Linked DNA regions of Mus musculus: region 1 is linked to region 2. The links are chromatin contacts, called in public HiChIP or PLAC-seq maps. All regions are on one chromosome and are shown on one strand. Each heading gives the region's core, a stretch centred on a gene start, on an enhancer-like site or on the middle of the called end of the contact. The rest is flanking DNA. Distances are from core to core; before and after follow the strand shown. Region 1 overlaps Fam189a1 (family with sequence similarity 189, member A1). Region 2 overlaps Fam189a1 (family with sequence similarity 189, member A1).

Evidence for each region. HiChIP or PLAC-seq counts read pairs in DNA pulled down with a chosen protein or histone mark.
Region 1: an H3K27ac HiChIP or PLAC-seq map of neural progenitor cells shows a contact between it and region 2, with 2.7 times the contacts expected there. The contact joins two enhancer-like sites. A contact is called at or near these places in 4 of 484 Hi-C or Micro-C datasets (cortical neurons, embryonic stem cells, granulosa cells and 1 more), 2 of 115 datasets of contacts at active chromatin or transcription factors (embryonic stem cells and neural progenitor cells) and 2 of 9 other capture datasets (adipose tissue and pancreatic islet).

Annotation. Positions count from the first base shown.
Region 1 is chr7:64,921,417-64,927,142 of GRCm38.p6, reverse strand. The region is part of intron 2 of Fam189a1 (family with sequence similarity 189, member A1); the gene reads left to right. Among named protein-coding and RNA genes, the nearest start is that of Nsmce3, 51 kb to the right of the region's middle. Within about 2 kb of position 2,057, at least 15 of the 459 cell types and tissues checked have an H3K27ac peak or open chromatin away from gene starts, as enhancers often do. A contact at or near this core is called in cortical neurons and neural progenitor cells, where this site is marked.
Region 2 is chr7:64,836,132-64,841,968 of GRCm38.p6, reverse strand. The region is part of intron 3 of Fam189a1 (family with sequence similarity 189, member A1); the gene reads left to right. Among named protein-coding and RNA genes, the nearest start is that of Nsmce3, 34 kb to the left of the region's middle. Within about 2 kb of position 1,523, at least 123 of the 459 cell types and tissues checked have an H3K27ac peak or open chromatin away from gene starts, as enhancers often do. A contact at or near this core is called in cortical neurons and neural progenitor cells, where this site is marked.

The DNA.
Region 1 (5,726 bases), core at 808-3,307, 85 kb before region 2:
AAGCAGAATGGCTTGATCACTATGAAGAGAGGCAGAAATGGAGACCTGAGGCTGGAGAGGAACAGCCTGATGTGAGTAGCCTGAGATGCCACCTGAGGCCATGGTGAATTCCCTGCCTGTGGTGCCACTGAAGGCCATGTCTGGGTCTGTGTTGATGTCTGTGGCTCATATTACCAGCAAAGGCCATTTGGGCATCCCTGGTCTGGGCTGGTGTCTGGGTCCATGCTGATATTCAAGGGCTGCACAGAGCTGGCCCTGCTGCTTGCTGGCTATGTAACTTGGGAGAGTGGCCCTGCACCTCACCTTGGCAGCACAGTTGAGCTGGCTCTTGTGGGGTATGGGGGTATGGGTGATCTGGCCCTTAGAGCATGTGAACAAGAGAGCCAGCCCTGCTCATTAACAGCTATGGCATTGAGTGAGCTAGCTAGAGACCCGGAGACCTGACCCTGGCAGTGTTAGTACAGGAAAGCTGCTGGGCTGACCAACTCAGCTATCACCTAGGTTCAGATCCAGTGCTTTGAGTTGGCTCACCCCAACATCTACCCATCTATGAACTGCTGGAGTGCATGAGGGGCTGGTCCTGCAGCAGATCTGAAACTTGAGGATCTCCATAACTCAGGGTAACAGCAGGATATCCTAGAGGAGGGAGGATCTAGTATTGATAGAGTAGCAGAAGCCTGAGGCCTCAAACGAGACCCATGACTCATTGCTGTGAACATTTGTAAGCAGAGGAGTGTGGACAAAAGGGTATGATGTGTGACACACAGTGACAACCTGCAGCTTCCACAGTGCTTTAGTTAGGCCTTTACTGCTTTGAACAGACACCATGACCATGGCAAGTCTTATAAAAGACAACATTTAACTGGGGCTGACTTACACTTTCAGAGGTTCAGTCCATTATCATCAAGGCAGGAACATGGCAGCATCCAGGCAAGCATGGTGCAGGAGGAGCTGAGAGTTCTACATCGTCATCTGAAGGCTGCTAGCAGAAGATTGGCTCCCAGGCAGCTAGGATGAGGGTCTTAAAGCCCATGCCCACAGTGACACACCTACTCCAACAAGGCCACACCTCCTAATAGTGCTACTCCCTGGGCTGAGCAAATACAAACCATCACACACAGTGAGATTTCTGTTTGTTTTTTTTATTTTCATTTTGAATGGGAAGTTGCAAGGGTGGAGGACAGACATGAAGAGAATGGGAGATAAGTGGGATTGGGGCGCATGATGTGAAATTCAGAAAGAATACACACATAGACACACACACACACACACACACACACATGCAAATTGCTGGTATGAGCCTGTCCCCTACTTCCATGAGGCCATTTTACACATTTCTAACATAGTCCTCTTCCTCCTACACACTCATCACTCCATTCTAGGATCCTCTGTCATCTTAAATGCTTACATTTTTTGGCCAGTGTATGGATTTGCTCTTTGTGCTGTTTGGAGCATTGGCTCAAACACGTGCCTGTTGCCACATGTCCGCTGTCTCAGCATTGTAAAAGTGGCTTCCATGCACAGTTCAGCTATCCATCCCTCCCCACTGCCTGGCAAGCACTGGCTCCACTAGGCTGCAATCACTATGGCTGTAGTTTTGACTTTCCTGACTGTGAGCCATATCACTGGAATGGATAATGAGAACTGAGGTAAACAGATCAAGTGTGAGGTGAGATAAAGGATATGGGCCAGGTGTAGGCTGTTTAGCTCTAACTGTGGTACCAGGGGCTCATCTTGTCTGCCTTGGGCTTTTTGGGGGGGGGCGGGGGAGGTTGTTTTGTTTTGTTTTGTTTTTGTTGTTTGTTTCATGTGATCATCCTGGAGCTTTGCTGGTGTGGGAAGCCGTGGGGGTGGAGTGATGTAATCTGATGACAGACTTTTGTGGGACGTGCACCTGGGCTGTGGTCATCACAAATGCTTCTTAGACTTCTTTTCTCCCGGGGAAAGACCTTTTATCCAGATGGGAGAATGTGCTGGTACAGTCTGTATTCTGCAGAATAGACTAATACAGGGGCTTTTGTCTACATTCTACCAAGACCAGGCTTCCCCATGCACAGCCCAGGTGATCTTCCTGGGCTCTTAGCCAGGAGAACAGTAGGGTGTTCTTAGAGACAGGATGTCCTGAAGTCTGGGGATTCCTACAAACAGGCACTCAGCACCTTTTTACTCTTGGCCAGCCTAGGCGCAGCTCCCAGCATTTGGCAACCAGTCTTTCAAGGGCTCCAAAATCTTCTCCAGCTAAGCAGATGCTGGACTCTGGCTTCACAGGATTCAGATCTCAAAGAAGTTTGTTTTGGACTCCACTTCTCTAGAGAATCAGAGCAAAGCCACCCATCTGCAGTGTGCTCTTTTGTGCCGACCTGTAGGAACAGAGGGTGGATGTCACCATTTGCATTTTACATAGGAATCATTACTCCACATGACTCTCTCACTAGTGACTTGTGTGTCCAGAATCTGGGCATCTTTACCTCTAGTCTTGGGATGTAAGTGTCCTCTGCTGTGCTTCGGTTGACAGCAGCCATTAGCTTCAGTGGTTGGAGAATCAGGGCTCTGAACCATCAAGGATGTCATGGTTGACTCGACCTGAATTCTCTTGTATTCTTGCAAAGGAATTGGAGCTCTCCTAAGCAGCTTAGACAGAAAGTCTAGGGTGCATAACTGAGCATGGTGGAGCATGGCTGAGGGAGGAGGAGGACTGTAAATTGGAGGACAGTCTAGACAGAAAGGCCTTTTCTCAAAGCAACAACTAAACAAAACCCTAACATTCAACGCCAGGTTCCAGAACAGCTAATGCTTTATAACTGTGTCTGGCTCTCTTGTTCTCCCTCTCTCCACTGGGTCTGGTTTGAAAACACAAGAGCTTCTGGAGCTCCTAAGACTCTCTTCTCATACATCTGAAATTAAATGACAGCCTGCAGTAAACTGTCTTCTGATGCCTGTGGCAATGCCCCGGGCAGCATGGAGGTGCTCCTGGAACCTTCCCTGGGAGCTCCCCGTTCAGTGTGAGTGGGTGGCACAGATGTCAAAATAAGAACAGCCTTGCTTTTTATACCTCTGTTTTGAATAGAATAGTTATTTTAAACGGCATCCAGTCAAAATGTAGGGTTTTTATTTTTTTTTTATATGGGCCTTTAAGCAAATTGGCTTCTAGTCGCTCAGTTTTGCAGAGGAAAGGGCTGGAGCTATGTGCTTCTCGAAGAGGACATCTGGTTGCAGAAACTGGTTCCTACTTATTTGTTGCCAGTTTGCTTCTGTCTGTTGCGCTAAGCCAGAAGCTACATTATCACAATCGTCCCTATTTGTACTGCTGAGAATTTGCCAGCGATGTGTATATTATTCTATTGAAAAAATAGTAGCTCAAATCAGGACACTTCTGTGGGGTCACTGAGAGAACCAAGTTCAGGTAGACACTCAGCTATGAAGGATCTAAACTGCAAATAAAAGGGGGGACAGGGCAGACAAGATGTGGATGTTACCACAGAGCTTCAAAATTTCCTGTACCTGTACTGTCCCTGTACAGAAGCCACACTGTGACACCTTGGGAGGAGGCAGCATGTGACCTTATTTCATTCATTTGACCATTACCCCATACCTTTCTGTAGGTTTCTTTGAGACCACTAGAACAGCAAGGTATACCATGAGTTGGCCCCACAGCCATTGTACAAGCTTTCTGGGTTAATACATAAATATTATTGGCATGGACACAATCACACAATCGGGATTTTCTATGGTATATCTAATGCACTTGAGCATTTAAACAAGCCAGCAGTTATGGTACTTTTAATGGGAGATTCCTGTTCCACTTTGCATAAGTGATGAATTTAAATTTGATTGAGTCTTTGAATGCAAATCCTCAGAGAATAAAGATAGAATTCCTTAATGCTTCGTGGTCTGCCTCTGAGGATTTTGATTCAAGTATTTTATTTTTACATTATTCCATTTACCAGGGCATTTGAAAAAGAACATAGTTTTGCCTTTGGCTTTGTAATTACCATAATCTGATTACTATACTTTTTAATGGACCAATAGGCAAAATATGCCTGAAAAATTTGAGGTATAGCAGAGTTGACATTTGTGCTCCTACACATTTCATTGTGTTGGTGGTAGTAACCATATAAAGTAGCTCCATTTGACCTAGCATTTGAAAGTGGCAATAACTGAAAGTACTTGGGGCCATACACTGAGTTCTGTTTGACCATTGCAGTTTAATTATCAAACACTGAATTCCTTATTTTCCCTCTAAAACTTCCTTTGAATGGTTACTTTCACTTTTCTTTAATACAATGCTTTTACTGCTTGGCAAAATTATATTTGTACCAAAAATTTGTCCACAATACAATCATGTTGCATATGGCTTCCAAAATGTCATTAATTTGCCTTGTAACTTGAGAGGGCTTCGGATTGTGAGTATGTAAGAGGTTCTGGCAGATGGGTTATGTTACCAAGCATAACAGGGATCTAGGCCGTCATCTCTCACCTTTTAAAAGGTGTTAACTTCAGACAACCTTATATGTATGCAGAAGAAGAGCACAGTGTGCCCAGCTGGCCTTCTGCTGCCTGCTGTGAGCAGCACTTGCTCCTGGCCATTCTTGTCATTGGTACCCGTTGCTGCTCCCCCTATAATGAGTGAAGCCAGCATGAGACATCGGACTATTTCATTTCAGATACCAAAGAACGTGGCCCTTTCTCAAAATAGTCTGCCATGATTGTCCTGTAAGTATAGTTAATTGCTTTTATTGTTAAATGTGCCTTGTGTTCAGGTTTCTCTTTGTCTTTCTTCCTTTTGCTTTTGGATGTCTCGCTTAGTTTTTTGTTTTTTGTTTTTAAACCCCTCCTTTCTATTTTTCCTTGCTTCTGGAAACCATATGCCCATCTATGATCCTTACATCCACGTGCTAGAAAAATGTAGTCTTAAACTGCTTAACAGTGGAGGCACATTCAGAAAATGGGATGCCAATTGATTTCATCATTGACCAAATATTATGAAGTCATTTGCAGAAACAGGAGGCTATAAGCAAGTGGCCTGTTGGTGTAGCCAGGAAACAGGGAGGTCTTGGGAGGCTAGTGTGGGCAGTGGTCAGCTGAATTTTGATAGGTAGGAGTACCCTTCTAAATAATGATTAAAAACTCTAGCATGCAGGCTAGAGGCATAGCTCAGTTGATAGTGCGCTGACCTAGGCTGAACAATGTCCTGGGTTTGGTCTTCACTACCACATAAGCTGGGAGTGTTGGCGATTGTCTGTGACTAACGTTCAGAAAGGTAGGGGCCGGGAGAAAAGAAGGGAAAGGTCAGTCAAAGCATCCTCATACAGTTCATGGCTACCACTAAGTACTTAGTTTTAAAGTCACTTAAGACCACTCTCCAGGAGGCTCGCTTGCTTTGGTTTGTTGTTGTTGTTGTTGTGATGATGATGATGATTCTGTTTTTATGAATTTTCATTTTTCCTTTTCAATTAGTTTGCTCTCACAGGTATATAAAACACTTACTGTTACAGAGGTGAACATGTACAATTCAGGATCTCCTGAGACCTGTAGTTGTCATCCCTGTTCTCCCTAACCTCTTTCTTTACCCTCCCTCCGAATCCCAATCCCCCATGATTACGGGCTCTCCTTTGTGTTTTTTCTCAGTTTTGCTGAATGCTTGGAATTAAACCTCACCCACGTTCTGCTTTTGTGAGAACTTACAAGTAAACAGTGCTCCGCTCCGTCCATCGAGAGTGCAGTAT
Region 2 (5,837 bases), core at 274-2,773:
AAATAAATGTGATTTTCAGCACTGCACAGAAGTTCAGTCAGCTGGTCTAAACACTGTTTCCAGGAGGTGGTCACTTCTTTACCCTCTTTCCCATGGTTCCTGGGCATGGGGAGGACACAGAGCATCATGGCAGGGGTGTGTGAACCCACTCGGAGCCACATAGCCCTGTGGGCAGTAGATTCGGCATGAGTTTGGCATCTGGGGCAGAAGACCAGGTTCCTGCCATGGGCATAGCTCTCCAGCTGCTCGTCAACAACCCCAGACTTCAGATCTCTCAGACAACTAAGCCTCTGCCTTTCCTCAGCCTGGAGGAACCATGAGGCCCCCATCTTTCTCTTTCTAAAATTGTCAGCTCTGGGGCTACACCATTCTCACTTGCCTGCTCGCCTGTCCTCTAAGCTGCTGCTCCCAAATCTCCTCATGTCTGTATCCAACACGGGGTGATGACAGAGCTCAGGAAACATTTGCTGAGTGGTGATCTGGACAGAATATTCATGGCCAATGCTGTGCGACAGTCCAGCAGGTGGCTGAAGCTGCCTAATTAGTTCCATGGGTCGATTGTGGGTTTTTTTTTCAGAGCTAACCATTTCCATGATCCACTTCCTTTATAGACCGCCGCTGGGGATGTCAGGAGCATAGGAGGGGCGCTCAGTGGCACATCTCGAGGAGGACCTTAATCTTGAGACTGCCTTAGTTTATCCAGAGCCTGTTAGTTTCTTCTGCAGGTTCATAGCAGCATTTACTACCAGTGCTCTCAGCTCTGAATACATCCAGTAACCAAGCCAACACCAATTACATAGCCACATCCTTCAGAAGAGCCTGTCAGTAACCAGGGAAACCCTGATTTAGCTTCATGACTCTGAATAGTAAATTAGAAAAGGACACAGCCTCAGGCTGGGGCAGTTAGACAGGTCTGGCTCTGAAAGTAAAGGGAGGCTTGACTGACGTGCACAGTGCTCCGGAGGTCTTGCTAGCCTTTGTTTCATGGTGGATTTTAGAAGTGCTAAAGTTTTTCTGGTTTTGCTTTTTGTTGTTTTTTAATGGTTTAGTATACCAACCACTGGTCAGGAGCAGTCTTGGCTTCTTTTGGCCTCATGAGAAATTTAGAGCTTGATTTCCACTGGTACCTTGTTATAATGATACCTACTTTGTTTTCTCCCCTGAGAATATGATTCTATTTTACTTTATCATCAAGTGAATTTGCCTTGTTGTGAACAAATAGATTTCACGGCAAAAGGGATGACTCAAAAGTTGATTCCAAGCTCAAAAGTTTCCTTGCAGAGGAAATACCCCCTAACAAAATAAATATAGTAACAACACAGTAACCCAGCAACAGTTCCAGGTAAGTGTTTCTCAGTATGCTGCCCAGATGGGCTATCTCCTGCTCATTGGACTGGTTCGTTCTGACCCATGGAGGGCCCCCATATCCAGCATGCTCCTGGTTCAAAGACAATGCTCTGACTCCCCTACCCCAGAAAAATCTCATGTTCCAACAGGGGGCAGTGTTAGGCAAATTGCTACCAGGAGAGAAGGACAGAAGGTGGGGAGAAGTGTGGTGGGGGAGGGGAAGGGGCGGGGAGCAGAATGTGTGTAGATAAGGGGCGTCTAAGCAGGTGGCCTGTGAATCGCGGGTCCACAGGTGTCTGGGAAAGGCCCGGGGCAAACTTGTGTGGTCTCGGAATTGAAGGGAAGGCCTTGTAGCCACCGCTGGAAAGAAGCGCTGGAGCTGAGGTGCCGGGCGTGTGCAGCTGTGACCTAGCTGAGTCTGGTCTTGGCTTCCTCACCAGGTCCTAGGTCCCCTTGTACTTTTGCGGTGCTTGTCGGGCAGCGCGCTCAGTAGGCCGCCCTCTGGTGGGTTTTCTTCTCTGTGATTCTAGGGCTGGGACACTAAGATCCTTCTGTCTCTAGCCAGCACCAGATGCATAATTAGGAGGCGTGTCTGTGACTGTCAGCCTCCCTCTCACAGCTGCTCCGGGGAGGACAACGGAGGAACTCAGAGGGTAACTCCCTTTCCGCTTTGCAACAGGAACTGGGATAAATCTGTTAGCATTCCAGGGAGCCCACATCACCCTGTGTGGTCCAGCTCACACCTGTTAGCCTGGATTTATCTGGTCTTCCAAGTTTCTGGCTGGTTGCCTGTGGCTTTGGACTTTGCTTAACTCCCGCTGGGACTTCATCCCCATCCGTCCTCTGTCAGCTGAGTGCTCTCCAGAGAGTGTCTACCTGTCGGGATCTATGGGATGTAGTGGGGTGAGAAGCTCCCCATTCAGGGTTTTGGGAGATGCTGCAGGTATAGGGTGATGTTGCCTTTCTCTCTACCTCTCCCAGACACTGCTGTATTCAGGCCTTCTGGAGAGGAGGGTGTTTAACAGGGGCCTTTTATAATTTACTTTCTAATTTTATTTTATGTGTGGGTGTTGTGTTTGTATGCATGTCTGTGCACCACATGCCTGCTTGGTGCTGGAGGAGGCCAGAAGAGGGTGTCAGATTCCCATGGATCTGGAGTTGCTTGCTGATGGTTGTAAGTCACTATGTGGGGGGCTGGGAAACGGACCAAGGACCCAGGAAGAGCATCAAGACAGTAGAACTGTCTCTCTACTCCCTTGAACGAGGCTTTAATGCTTGTTGGAATGTTTATGAGAGAGGTGGAGGTGGAGGAGGAGAGGGAGACCCCTCATTGTGTGGAGTCATGGCTCATTTTTAGACCGCATGAAACTGACATCCAGGCTCTATAACTGACACAGCCCTATATTGCGTCTGTCTCCCTGGGTCCCTCAGTGTGTCAGGGAAGGAGAGGTGTCTACTGCCAGGGCAATGTGCTTGGAGAGTGGACTTGACTTGTCAAGAGTAGAGTGAAACTCACAGTCTCTTCGAACCAGGCTAGACACAGACTCGTGACATCTGGAGGCCTCATCTTGATGGACTAGCGCTCCCACAAAGGCCTACAGGCCTGGAACTCAGCATTTTTACAAAAGAAACTCGAAATAGAAAATTATGTGGCGTTCCCATATTTTACCTCGAGCACAGTGTGGCCTTCCCAGCTCTGAGGAGTGAAAGAAACCTTAAGTTTGAATAACTGCCCCCCTAGCCCAAGGGCAACCAGTTGGCACTCTGCCCAACTTTTTTATTTAATGTGTATGCACCATTAACTTTGATCTATGACACAGAACCTAATGCCACTGGTTCTGCATCTTCAGATCTAAACACCCCCAGTTCATGAACACCCCAACAACACACAGCACTTAGGAGGCTGAGACAAGGGGATTTTCAAGTCAAGGCCAAAATGAGCTAGCTATACGAAATCCTGACTCAAAAGCAAAAAAGAAAGAAAAAAAATCCAGAAAATTCCAGAAAAAGATGAAATTCAAATGTGCTTTAGACTGAGTACTTTACAGAATCCATGTAAGTGAAGTGTGTAGGCATCGTGTTTGTTCTAAATTATAAATAACCTGGAGATTATTTAAAATCGAAAGGTGTAGATATGCAAATACTGTGCAATTTTTTTGTGTGTGTGAAGGACTTGGAGGGACTTGGGTATTCTGGGATTAGAGTTGAACATGTCCTGGAGTCCCAGAATTCCATGGGCATGGAATTATAACTGTAATCTGTAGGTGCTGTATGCACGTTTCCAGTTTTCCCAGAAATGCATTCACTTCTATGAGCCGTGCTTTCCTGTGGAAAAACCCAAAGCTTAGGAACTGTCCCACATTATTAAGCTTGAGACTAGAAAAAGACATTTAACTCATAAAAATGTTATGCTTTGTTGCACTGTGTTTTCAGACTAGGAAGGAAGAGATGCAATGCTACCTGGCCTGCATTTGTGTCTGGGAGTAGAGGAGAGAGGGGCCGGAGCATGAGATGAGGGAGCCTGCGTTCTGCATGTGGCCCTTGCAAACCAAGCCCTGCGTGAGGAGGGCTGGCACCTGCCAAGCTTCCCCTGGCTCCTTGCTCTGCACTCCTCACAGCACAGCTCCTGGGCTAGTGACAGTGGGGGTGGGTTAGTGCTCTTTCACATGAAGGCACAGAGATGAGACAGACCAGGCAGGGTAGGAGACACTTGATTCTTTTCCTAGAGGTGTCGGTGTGCTGTAGAATGTGACCAGTTAGAAAATTTGAGCTGGACAGCCATTTTACCCTTTGGAGTTTGTTTGTTGAGGCAAGTACCCTGTGTAGTCTGTAGTTGAAGACTTTAAACTTCTGATCCTCCTGCCTCCACCTCCCCAATCATTAAACTTTGAGAAACAGTACTTTCCTAGAGAATTTGACTATGAACCTTCCTCTTTTAGGCATCTCACTGGTTTGTCTTTTGTTCCTGTTTTTGCTTGAATCTCCATCAAGAAAGATGTTCAGTGTTTATTTTCCTGTTAACTAGCACCATTCTCTTCAGACCTTTCTTTATTTCTGCCAGCAAAATGCAGCCATTCTCTGATGATTGTGCAAGTTGATAAGATTTCGACTAAAAGTTCGACCTAGTCCACATAGTTAACAAAATCGGACTTTCCAACCTCCTCTACAGCTCTGCTCTCCACAGGGAAGCTTACCAACTCCTCTCAGGTGATAGGAACAGCAAGCAGCTTGGCTCCTCTGCTCAGCTAGGGAGCATGTGAGCATGCCTGGCTTATTGACAGTGGTCTTGGAGGTCTGTGAGAAGGCCCAGGACTGATGCCACGTCCCCTGGGAATAAGCTAGAGTTCATGGAAAGTTGGTGAGGGTGTCCCACTGTCAGAAGCTCCAGCTGGTGTCACCCAGCCTCACATTCAGATCCTCTTTCTCACTCTGTCTCTTATCAGGATAGGACATATATGCTAGCGGTTTCACAGTTAATCGGAGTGCTTAGCAAAGGCCCAGGGTGACGATGAAGGAAATAAATTGGTCGTTTTCTTCCCAATGAGGTTAAGGATAACTTCAGTAATTGTCTGACATAAAGAATAAAAGCCCTATCTTTTGGAGTAGTTCTTTGAATATTTTAATACACACATAAATAAATATAAAGTACTAGTGCTGTAGTTTGGATTACAAGTGTCCCTCAAAATCCTCTTGTGCAAAAGACTTAGGGTCAAGCCTTATGGGACTCTGTCAGGCCTTGCAGAAGAAAGTTATGTCAACGGGGGCGTGTTCTGGGGAGGGGACACTAGAACCCTGGAAATACCTGCTTCCTTCTTCTCTCTTGCTTCCCTTTTGCTGCATCTCTCCATGAGGTATTGTTTCATCACACTTCAAAACCACACAGCCAATCAACCAAGAAGCTGAAATGCATCTTTCTCCCTTTTGAGTTCATTATCTATGGTACTTTATCTTAGCAGCGAAAAATTAACAAATGTAGACTTTCTTTAGATTGTTCATTTTAAAGGAATGGATTTTTTTTTAAACATGTCTCCCACCATCCCTGCCTGTGTATGCTCCAACGTGCTATTAGGAAAACAAAGAGTGCAGCCTTTGAACAGATGATTGCTCTTCCTAGTCTGTGCTCCTATGTTCTAAGGTATGAACATCAGAAATAGTAATCGGTTCTTATCAGCAGGCTTCCTGGATGGCCTGAAACATTGTAGTGAAAGTGACTCACTGAGGAACATCTGCTCAGTTTTACAGGGGTCGGGGGTGGGGGTGGTAAATTTCAACTAGGAAGCTTAGGAGGAGCCAGGTCAGGGCTAGAAGCATCCTTATGCTTGCAGCTCCTCCGAATTCACACGAGCTGGATAAGAACACTTAAACCCCAAAGATGGGTAATCCAGCCCCCAGAGCTGACAGGTCAGTGATGCAGAGCAAAGCTCACACAGACTTGGGGTGGGCTGGTGGCTCACCCTGCCCTAGGTGCAAAGGAGCTCTAAGAGAATGTA